Regions from separate parts of the Mus musculus genome. Here regions 1 and 2 are each linked to region 3. A link is a contact called in public Hi-C data. All regions are on one chromosome and are shown on one strand. The core of a region is the stretch at or near the end of the contact, and the rest is flanking DNA. Distances in the headings are between cores, read along the strand shown.

The links. A called contact is a pair of places that touch in the nucleus more often than the background predicts.
Region 1: a Hi-C map of muscle stem cells shows a contact between it and region 3, with 1.9 times the contacts expected there. The contact joins two enhancer-like sites. A contact is called at or near these places in 1 of 484 Hi-C or Micro-C datasets (muscle stem cells) and 3 of 115 datasets of contacts at active chromatin or transcription factors (VIP interneurons, embryonic basal ganglia and embryonic fibroblasts).
Region 2: a contact with region 3 is called in a Hi-C map of muscle stem cells, with 1.8 times the contacts expected there. The contact joins two enhancer-like sites. A contact is called at or near these places in 2 of 484 Hi-C or Micro-C datasets (muscle stem cells and uterus) and 2 of 115 datasets of contacts at active chromatin or transcription factors (differentiating embryonic stem cells and oligodendrocyte precursor cells).

Annotation. Positions count from the first base shown.
Region 1 is chr1:90,233,387-90,236,721 of GRCm38.p6, reverse strand. No RefSeq gene overlaps it. Among named protein-coding and RNA genes, the nearest start is that of Gm34930, 12 kb to the left of the region's middle. Within about 2 kb of position 2,036, at least 70 of the 459 cell types and tissues checked have an H3K27ac peak or open chromatin away from gene starts, as enhancers often do. A contact at or near this core is called in muscle stem cells, where this site is marked.
Region 2 is chr1:90,330,737-90,334,522 of GRCm38.p6, reverse strand. No RefSeq gene overlaps it. Among named protein-coding and RNA genes, the nearest start is that of Gm34992, 5.1 kb to the left of the region's middle. Within about 2 kb of position 1,757, at least 5 of the 459 cell types and tissues checked have an H3K27ac peak or open chromatin away from gene starts, as enhancers often do. A contact at or near this core is called in muscle stem cells, where this site is marked.
Region 3 is chr1:90,466,570-90,470,460 of GRCm38.p6, reverse strand. The region is part of intron 1 of Gm28722 (a long non-coding RNA gene); the gene reads left to right. Among named protein-coding and RNA genes, the nearest start is that of Gm28722, 35 kb to the left of the region's middle. Within about 2 kb of position 2,495, at least 4 of the 459 cell types and tissues checked have an H3K27ac peak or open chromatin away from gene starts, as enhancers often do. A contact at or near this core is called in muscle stem cells, where this site is marked.

The sequences.
Region 1 (3,335 bases), core at 787-3,286, 230 kb after region 3:
TCGGCTTAGACTTCCATGCTGCTGTTCATCACCAAGGAAGTCAGGACTGGAACTCAAGCAGGTCAGGAAGCAGGAGCTGATGCAGAGGCCATGGAGGGATGTTCCTTACTGGCTTGCCTCCCCTGGCTTGCTCAGCCTGCTCTCTTATAGAACCCAAGACTACCAGCCCAGGGATGGCAACACCCACAAGGGGCCTTTCCCCCTTGATCACTAATTGAGAAAATGCCTTTAGAGTTGGATCTCATGGAGGCATTTCCTCAACTGAAGCTCCTTTCTCTGTGATAACTCCAGCTGTGTCAAGTTGGCACAAAACTAGCCAGTACAGTGGCAAAAGACGGCATGTGTCATGAATGAACAATGCAATTTTATTATTCTCCTGTGTTTTAGAAGAGTACTAACCAGGTGATTTTTTTCATGAAGAAGTATCAATGAGAAGAGAGAGCTGTTGAGTGACAGAGTAAAAAACCACAATTGTTGATGCTGATAACTGGGTCTTCAAGATAAACCAGCTCAACGCTTTTATACTCTGCTTTATAGCAATGACGTGGGACTCCTTGGGTAGAGGCAGGGACAATAGGATTGTCCATTTCCCCAGCCTCCACCTTAGCCAGGGCAGCTTCGACGCTTCAGCTTTTGTTTGCACTTAATTCCATCCAATGAAAACATTATTTCTCTAAACAGTTGTAATGGTTTGAGTGAGAAACGTCCCCTATAGGCGCATGTACTTGAACATTATTTGGTCCCTAGTTGGTGGTGATGTTGGTGGGGAGTTGTGGAAAGATACAGCCTTGCTAAAGGAAGTATGTTACTGGGGGGCGGGCTTTGATAGTTCATAACCTCTCCCCACTTCCTGTTTGATCTTCTGTGATCTGCCAGTGGATGGAAACATGAAATCTCTGATCTTCCTGTTCTGACCAGGTGCTGCCAAGCTTTCCATGGTGGACTCTCTGCCTGGAACTATCAATCAATCAATCAATCAATCAACCAATCAATCAATAAAATAAACCCCCTTCCTTTGAATGCCAGTTGCGTGTGTTTGTGCTGTTTTGTCACAGCAACAGAAATATAACACACACAGCACTGCACCCCCACCCCCACCCCACCCCTGTTAAGCTACTACCATCTACCTTTTTTACAGAGGAGGGTCTCCTCAGGGGACCGTCCTAAAGCGCTGACCCTGACCTGGAGCCTATGCCTTTGCTTGGGATCCCCATCAATCATCATGCTGACACTGTAGATTTCTGCTCTATGCACAGCCTCTGCCATATTTCCAGGAGGCTAGATGCTCTTATTATGCACAACTCATAAAAGTATATCATAACATGATGGAATTACGCATTCCAGTCATGGAGCTTTCCTCACAGGAAGGAGTAAGGAATGGGAACATTACATCCTTAGGTATCTCTAGAAAGCGGGGTATAAAGCAAGTAAGGAAAGAGATATAGCACAGCCCCAGAGGTACTGGTTTCTCAGAGGCCTATCAATCATTTCTGCTAGATTTGCCCATGGCATCAAAACCAGAGCATGTCAGTGGCATCTCCCAGCAGCCACGAGGGCTTCAGGAGAGGATGGTCAAACCCCAGGTTTCTCTCTCCTGTTCAGTTGCAGGATTGTCTGCCCAGGCACTGTATCACTGAAGCAAGCTAAGGGGCATCCAGGACAGGCTTATGGGCCAGGCAGTCCAGATCTACCATCTGGGGTTCATTAGCGAGTGATGTTTTAAGCTTCTAGTCACGCAGGGAAAAAGAACGCCGTGCATTGGAAATGTGGAGGTATTCAAATGTCAGCAAGGAGGCCCACCTCTAGGGACCAGGTTCTCTTGAAAGAAATGTTATTGCAGCAACAAATCTGTTTTTCTGCTGATTTCACCCCATTTCCACATTGCCGTCATCTAAGTTCACATTCAAAAGTGACGCAAGGCATGTGGCAATGTTTTTCCATGGGCGGGGCACCTGACTAATCACAAAACTATGTCTCCCTTCTCCTTACTCGGCCTGTGAGGTCAATGGAAGGACCTTTCAGCAAACCAGACTGGCCCAAGAACGTGGTCAAAGTCACACCGCTGAGACGTGACAGAGTGCCCTGTCCTGACTTCCTCCTTCCACAGTCCCTGAGTGTCCAAATGCTTCCAGGACAGACTGAATAATGTTCTCCCCAAATCCACACGCTGTGGGCCTAACCTTCAATTTGCTTGTGGCTCTGCACCTCCCATTTCCCCTGAAAGTTCCTGTAACCCAAATAAGCCCTGTGCCCAGAGTGAGTGAGCATCATAAAGAGATCAGACGTTACACTTCAGGGCATGCATAGAATAGATTGTTAGAGGGGAATTCATGGCGTGTCTTGCGTCTCTTCCCCACAAAAACAATACATTAAGCTCTCCATCCCTGGTCCCTAATGCCTCAGACTATGACCTCATTTAAGAAAATAAATCTTACCAATGTGATTAAAATCACTGAAGTAAGGTGGCCACTAATCCAGTATGATTGGCACTTTTGCAAGACAAGGGCTTTGTGAAAATAGAAACTGATTTCTATAGTCAATTTTCATTTCAATTGCCGCAGGCACCTTCTGCTGCCGGCTTGGACATGATGCACATTGTGACTGGAGGGAAATCCAGGCCAGTTTGAAGCTCTGTGCTTTGGGGGAAGAGATAGTGCCTGAAGCTTAACTTGGCCAAGGATGGATCCAAAATCATCATAGTCTCTTCACTGCACATAGAGACTCAAAAGAGAAGGCTCCCGGTTTCGTAAAAGTTGGGAGCCACGCTGGGGCACAAGCTCAGCCCTTCAGGCTTTGGCTGTTTTCAGCGGGCTATTCCATGGCTCAGTTAGTAGAGGTCACTGTGCCCTTCAACGGCTCCATGTTCCTATTAAGAGTTCATGCATTTCTGGGTGTTTTAAAAGCTTCCCAGATGAGCCACAGAGATGCGTCCTGGAGATGTTGCAGGCACAGCATTTTCATGGGGTTTTATATCATCAGATCCTTCTTCCAACATTTTAAATAAAGCCCTTGGGGAGGATAGGATGCCTGTTGGCTAATTAAACTCAGTAACAAGCCATTTGCCCTCTCTTGGGGCTTAGGAAGCCCCGGCTTTCCTGTGGAGGTCCTCCTTGATGTGCCACATGTCGGAAAAGAAAATTTAAGCACGTCTAATATCATTCTTTATCAGTTCTTAGGCCCCTTGGTGAAGGGAAGCTAAGTTCCCACACATGTTCAAAAAAAAACAAATCGGAATTAGGTCACATACCTGGACCCAAGTGACAGTGCCTAACTCGGGGCCTCAAGTCTCCTTCAGGTCTCTCTCCACTGTCTGACATCGTCTTCAGACACCTTTG
Region 2 (3,786 bases), core at 508-3,007, 140 kb after region 3:
CACACACACACACACCGTGGCTCAGTTGAGTAAAGATCACACTCACGGCCATGACACTGTGCTTCACTGGGTTTTGTTCTCTCCTCCTGAGCCGTGATTTTGATCTTTAAGACTCTAACAGGATTCTTAAAGCTACAGTCTTGTCCCCCTGCAGAATAGTGGGAAAAATAAATCTTATTTCTGCTGATGACACAGCTTTATTGTCATGAACTGGGAATGACCTCGAATGATCCAACCACAGCCAGGAGGAAGAGTTCAAGTTGAATCCTGTTAAACCCAAAGCCATCATCGTTGCCGGTGACCTCCAAAACTCCAGTCACTGCTCTACAAGGCTGAGAACAAATCAGTTATCAGCTCCAGCATCTAGTGGGAACTCTGTATCCATGGCTGTCCTGACACATAGGAGAAAGACTCTCTAAGGCTTTCCTGGATCCCTAATGACAAATGGTAACACTCAGCCTGAAAATGTTTTAGGTCCAAGTTGTGTGTTATTGGCTCTGCTACACTGAAGTCTGAGGTCTCCCTAAAGACCAGTGCCAAATCTCAGATTTTGACTGCAATGGCTTCCTCCATATCCAAGATAGCAGCTTCCAAACTGACCACACTCCCCAGCCATGGAATGGCAGCTGAGTCCTTTCTGCATTCCTCTGGAGTCCTACATCTTGGGAGGCAAGCTACTTGGAGCCATTCATGGCAGGCCGAGTTGTCTTCTCCTCAGTCCCAGAGGCTGAAACAGGGCTGAATGGCTCCCATGTGGCTTCCTTCTTGAGTTCTGTCTCCTCTCCCACTCTGCAGGTCACTGGGTGAGAAGGCAGGCTTTGGTGAGAGCTTCGTGGCTGAAGCTCCTTCTAAGGCAAGCAAGCCCAGGCCAGGGGAGAAGGAAAGCAATGGTTAGTGTTTCTTGGCTTGAACTGAACTGAACATGCTAGAGCATCAGCGGTAGCACACTCAGACCACAAAGACCTTGACCTTAGCCAGGATCTTGTTTACAGCATCACACATTCACACGGTCACCCTGGGCTTTGGTCGAGGTTTACTGCAAGAGACTGTCCTAGGAGAACAGCTTTCATATTTCTATAGGAAATGTTATCCGAGCCCCTCCTCATTATGTTGCCCAGTGCCCCCACAGGGGACATCCACGTATGTTTTTATTTTAATAACTCACTGCCAGAAAACACCCTTAACCTGAGGAACTTAAGTACTTCCTCCTCTCTGACTATAGAAACCACAACAGGGGCTGTGTCTTGCATTTCTCCCCTCTCCCTTCTGGAACGCTCAGACACAAATTCAAAGCTCATTCCAACTGTATGATATACCCATGCCAGGGTGCATGCTCTGTTCTTCCTCTTTCTGTCTTGATTCTGTCTTATTAACCTCTGGAGACACCCACCCTACAACAGAGCCTCTTTTCTGCTGGTCTGTGATGTACTTGTCAAAGCCACCAGGAACAGCTTCTTGGTTGACTGAATGCTGATAAAGTCACACTCGAGGCCACACACTCGTGCAAAACAGAACAGGAGAGAGGCTCCCATTCTTCCACTTCCTACAGGAAGCTCATTCTCTGCTAAAGCAGAGGAGATGACTCTGCTGTCCTTGAACTTCTGATCTACCACCTTGTCATGTGGACCCCACACTGTTCCTTCATCTGTGTTTACAGCACAAAGTTGCGTGCATTCTCTGGGCTGAGGTCATGCTGGAAGAAGAGTAGGCATGACTGAGTTGTTTCTGCACCTTCATGTCAGTACCATGGGCCGACACTGAGCTGACCTGCTTCTCATGTCTCCTAGCTGGCGGCTCTCCCCTCTCCTCTGCCTCCCACTTGGCAGGTCTTTGGGTGCAAGGGCAGGCTTTGTGTTAGAGCTCCCTGGCTGGAGCTCCTTCTCAAATACATTGGCCCATCTATGCCTACAGCTCCAAGACCTGTCTGGAGGCACACCAAGATTCTGTAAGCTGCTAAATTTCCCATTATCTCAAAGTGAATAACACGATTAGCCATGTGTATCAAATGATCCAATTCGTACTAGATCATGAAATGCTTTGGAGATGACCTATTCCATAGTCTTTCTCTAACAATGGCCTGAAAAGGACACTGGCTCCTGACTGAATCTCTACTTACATTCAGCGAAGAGCCACATGAAGGGGAAGCAGAGAAGAAGACATTCTCACTGAGACACCACATTGTAGAACGTAATGAGTTGGGGCCTGGGCTCTGCTCACCTCTGTATCCCGAGGGAGGCATTCAGAACAGACATCAGACTGTCTGGTGAACCCCACCAGCACTTCTGGGGCTATGAGAGTAAGCAGGAAGAGAGCGGAAAGCTGGGGCAGGGGCACAACAGTCATTTAAGCACAGGAGTGATGGCTAATCTTGACCTGGCCGGCTCTAGAATTAACTAACAAAGGACACCACTGGGCATTCCTTCCAGGGAGTTTCTTGATCAGATTATTTGAAATGGAAAGACCCACCCTAAATGGTAGAGGTACCTTTGCTCTGCCTGCTTGCCTTCACTCTTGCTGGCAAGTTCATCTGTTTTATTGCTGATGCATTCCTTCATCAATATTAGAACCAACATCTTCAAGGTAAACTGAAGACCAACAGTTCTCCAGGAATCCTTTAGCTAGATGGGGGCTGAGGCAAGCTCCGTGGAGGACGTGTGATATTTAGAGGGTATAAAAAGGACTCGATGGACAGTGACAGAGACTGAGCTTGGCTTGCCTGTAGAGCGAGCTGTGCAACTCTTGTTGGTCTCCGGTTTTCACTGATTTTGGTTTCACTGTGAGAGACACAGCCAGAACTTCTGGCATTCCTGCTGGTCTCTCCTACTGACTCTTGCCAAGGCTGAGGCCTGGTTGTCTCTCCAAGGTCCTACCACTGCTGCTGCTATCCTGACACTACTGAACTGGACTGCTGATATTTCTGTGAAGTGTTTACGAGTGGATCCAGCTATCACTGCTGACTCCTGTGAACTGAATTGCTGATGGGAATTGCTCCAAAGAACCATTTCTAAACAGGTCCATTTCCCCTGTGTCCTTTCTTTTCCACTACCTCTGGTGGGTGGTGGGCTAAAAGGGAGGTTAAAGAGTTTAAGAACCCTTGGGAGGTAGAGGCAGGCGAATTTCTGAGTTTGAGGCCAGCCTGGTCTACAAAGTGAGTTCCAGGACAGCCAGGGCTATACAGAGAAACCCTGTCTCAAAAACAAACAAACAAACAAACAAACAAACATTTAAGAACCATCATTAAAAATAGTTTTTTGAAAAAATTAAAGTTACAAAGTTCAGTTCAGAGTTTGGGGTGAGAGGTGGTCAGAGGTGGGGGACATGGGCAGAAGCAACAGCATCTGTAATTTTAGGTATTAGCAAGCCAAATTATTTGATACCTTTCCTCAGAGACAACTATTGCAGCCCTCTGTGATCTTTGGTTCCAACCCACCCCCATTCTCTGGGATTTTACATAGAAAGCTACAATGGAAGCAAGAGTAATACAGATGACAGGAGCCAAGATACCCTACTCATCTCAAGAGAAGATGGACATCCTCTGGACCATCACCTCCCTCCCTCTCAAAATGGCAGCTGAAGTCCTTCCAAAGCCTTCAGCCTCTCCATCTCCACCTGTTATGTCCTAGTTTGGTTATCTGTTATAAACACCATAACCAAAAGCAACCAGAAGGAAGAGGAAGGCATATGTGACTAACAGGTTACAGTCCATCATCAAAGGAAGCCAAGGCAGGAACCTAGAGGCAGGAACTAAAAGCAGGGAGCACGGAGAACTATTGCTCCCTGGCTTGC
Region 3 (3,891 bases), core at 1,246-3,745:
GCGTGGGGAAGGGGCAGGGAAGGGCTGAGGAAGGGCTTCCAGGATTAAGGATCCATGCACATAGGCCAGGATGCCAGAGCTCTCTCAACTGGGGCGAAGAGCATGCTCCCTGCAAACCTCTGTCTTTATGGGAACGGCTTCTTTTTTCTTTTTTTTAGTTTTATGTATGTAGTTTTTAATTGACACTTAGTTGTACAGGCTTGCAGGACATGGCATGCCATTTTAATAGACACAGCAGCGTGACATGAACAGTTCTGGCCATTATACACACCCTTCACATTAAACTTCTTTTGTTACTTTCTAGTCGGAACATTCAAATGCTTTTTCTCCTAGAGAAATTCCTTTGAGATGCACAATCAATGATTACAAAGTACGGCCGCCCTACAGTCTCAGGGCATTGGTGGTTGTGTTTGCTCTTTTACGCACTGGGCTACTTTGCCCATTCCCACTCAGCCTCTGACATCCATTACTCCTGTCTGCTCTTCTGTAAGACCAGCAGTGTTAGATTGCACACGTATGTGAGACTCTGTAGTGTGGAGTGCGCATGTGCACCCTTGTCTTTATTTTGCTTAAGGTAGCTATCTCCAGGTGAGGGTGCATTCTGTTTTAGGGCTGAGTAGTATTCATCTGTGAGTCCATGCCACCCTTTCTTTACCCACTCATACCTTGGCTATTGCTACACTCACTAGCATACTGTAAGTGACAGAGGAGAACTGTAAGAGACAGCACGCATGCAATTCATGCTCATCATTCATCATTAATGTGTAGACACGACTGCAGAACCAATCCCCTTCTGCCCCAGGAGTTGAGCAGGAGACAGATTCCAGGGCTTATAAAACCCACACTGGTGTCTCCTATAAACTACAACCCAGTCTCCTCTGGGGGAGACGCCCTGAGCCATGTCCCATTCATAAGGATTGAACAGGGACAGTGGGCTGAGGACATCACCTCAGTGGTCTGTGAACCCCATTCAGGAACTGCTTCCCCCTGGTTCTGGCTGGGTGCCATCAGGACTCAGTTGCAGTGTCCCCAGGTGCAGGCTTTAAAATCGATGCTTTTCCTTGAGAATCTGGTGGCTCCTCCACCTGGTGAAAAAATCCCTTTCATTAGGGAGGAAAAGCATGGGCCATCTCAGCTGTGAAACCAACAAGCTGTCTGTAGCAGGGAGCTTCATCAGCCTTTGGCACAAGGCTCAGACACAGGATCAGACCTGTAACTGGCTTCAAACATGCTTAGTTTTCCCAGAACAGCCCATGATCTGGATATAGGATACAGGTTTGTTGCTCACTGTGTGGTCAACCTCACCAACCCCAGATAAAGAAAGTAAGAAGAGCCTCTAAACTTCTCTCTTATTTTCTAGGGTCTCATCTTTTGGGGCTTCTGCCTACTGCTGGGAATCCCAGCCCTCACCCAGGTTCACCCACAGACTGAGGCAGGGTGGTCCCTCGCACTGTGGGTGAGGCCACTGGAGTATGGATGGGAAGAGTTGCAGGAGGGGACTTAGACTCATTGGACATAGGAGAGTACCAGAATGCCTTTGCCAGACCAGTATGAGAGATGCTATGTCATGACCTCAATTCTTGTTGCTTTTCATCAAATCTGTCTGGAGAGGATTTTTCCAAGGCAAAGACTCATTCAGAGGGATGTGGTTAACAAGAGGAGTCCTGGGGAAGCTGTGTTTTCATTACACAACAATAGCAGATAACATAGCCTGGATCCTGGGCTGTACTCCAGGCTAGACCTCAGCCTTGTGACCCAACTTATGTGTCACAAAACACAGGCTGCACACTACAGATGTCCTTCAGTAGCGTAAGACACTCGCTCTGTTCTGAAACTGGGTGGAACATGCCAGGATTTGCCAAGTGGTTGATTCAACTGACAGTTGTTAGATGTGGCTTGTATTCTAGGTGTTCTTCTTGTAACTTTAGAATCTAGGCGATAGAGGAGGACACCATGAGGGTAAATAAAGGAGGAGGCACCAACATTCATGGCTGTTTTAGGTGCTGGCAGAAGGGACTGGAGGGATGGCTCAGTGGTTACGAGCATGCCCTGGTCTTCTAGGTGATCCAAGTTTAGTACTAATGGGGGTCTGACACACCAGGCCTCTGTGGACATCTGAGGTTACCCTTCCCAATGCCCATAAAAGCAGTTTAGAAGGCATCCCCCACTTGTTGGCAGTGCCCTGAATACTTCCTTCTGGGAGCATGCACATGAAATTTTGGGGGTTGCTTTCTGTCTACAAAGTCAGGTAACCCATACACCTGCTAAATTGGCCTCCCAGTCAGTGGCACACATGCAGAACTGCCCTGCTCAGTGACAGGAGCAAGATGCAGAACTAAGACTTCTGGCAGATTTGTGGTGTAGAAAGGGGAAGAAATGAAAATGTGTGGACTTTCAATGTCCTCTGCATCTCTAGCGAGCCTGCACTCTGCTCTTCCCCATGACCCCGTGGGGTCAGGACAGACGCTGTCTCCAGTTTGCTCCTAGGGTGTGTGCCTTGCCCAGATCACAACCCTGGAAAATCTCCCAGCTGGTCCCAGTCCATGGCTGCTTGAGGCCCACACTCATACTCTGGCCTTCACACCCGCCCATTTCCAATGGTGTGAAGAATGCGGAGAAAAGGGGGTATTGTGGAGAGGGCAAGAGCGGCGAAATGGCCATGTGGTCCATTGCACAAACTGAATCCAATTTTCAAGACCGTCTATGTAACCCCAAACCACCAGTCAATTTATGTGTTCTGAGCAGCTGGCTGTGGCCTGGGAAAAGAGTCACTAAACTTCCTGTCCAGGGCTGAGAGCTCCAAGCTGCCCAGCGCTCAGGTTTTCTTCATCGATTCATCTAGCTGAGCAGATTCTGAGGGTGATGGGGCTGTAGGTTAGAGCATCTGTGTGGACTGTATCTTCTTCTGCATGGAGCGAAGACACGAGTTCTGTTTATTCTAAGTTTCCCTGTGGTTATAGAGACAGGAACTTTACAAGGCAAGACAAACTCACATTGCCAAAACGAGGTTTACAGAGAACAAATTGAAGCCAGTGTGTTGCAAACAATACATCATTTTGAAATAATGAGCAGAAAGTTCTCACTCTCTCAGGCCGCTCAGACTGATGCCGAGTGGATTTTCATGTGCACGTGCACCTGTTATGTCTTCACCCCTACCCCACTGAGTGTTTTGAGGCTTTTGTGCTTGCCTTAGTAAGGTTACTGCAGAGACCACACAGTCTTCCTTGTGGCTCTAGAGTGGCTTCCAGGTCTGTCCAAAGTCACTGATGACAGGCAGACACTAACCATCCATCTCTCAAAATCAGTCTTCATAAGAGGGTGGGAACAGATGGAGAAGCCAGGGAGAAAGGCAAAGAACAATCCAGAAAGAGACTGGAGTGGAAGGGGGAGTAGGAATAGACACAGAGCCCAAGAGTGGAGCTTAAAAATCAGGAGGTGATCCAAGTACGGATCCCATCTTCAGTACGGATAACAGCACCAGATTCTAGCAAGAAGACCTTGACATGTTTGTGTTCCAGAGCTGTGTGGGCCGTGCCTGACTTGTACCACTTAAAGGATTAGTTTGGGTATAGGGAAATAAGACCCATTTACTGTTTGTTGCCTTGTTCAACTAAATAACTCCTGTGGCTTCTCTTTTGAGCATGATCAGTTGATCCACAGACACCATGTCCACGGGCCCCGGAGAAGGACCCCGGAGGCTAAGGATGGATATTGGTCCTCAGTCAACCCAGCAGAAGGACAGCCAGGGATGCCCTGAGCAAGGGATGCTCAGGCCAATCCGGGAAGCTTTTGACCTGTTTCACTCCCTGCCCCCTTGAGAGCAGCATTTCCTATGGTTTACAGGAGCTAGAACTCTGAACCTTCCACCCAGGCCTGTGAAGAAATGAGGTG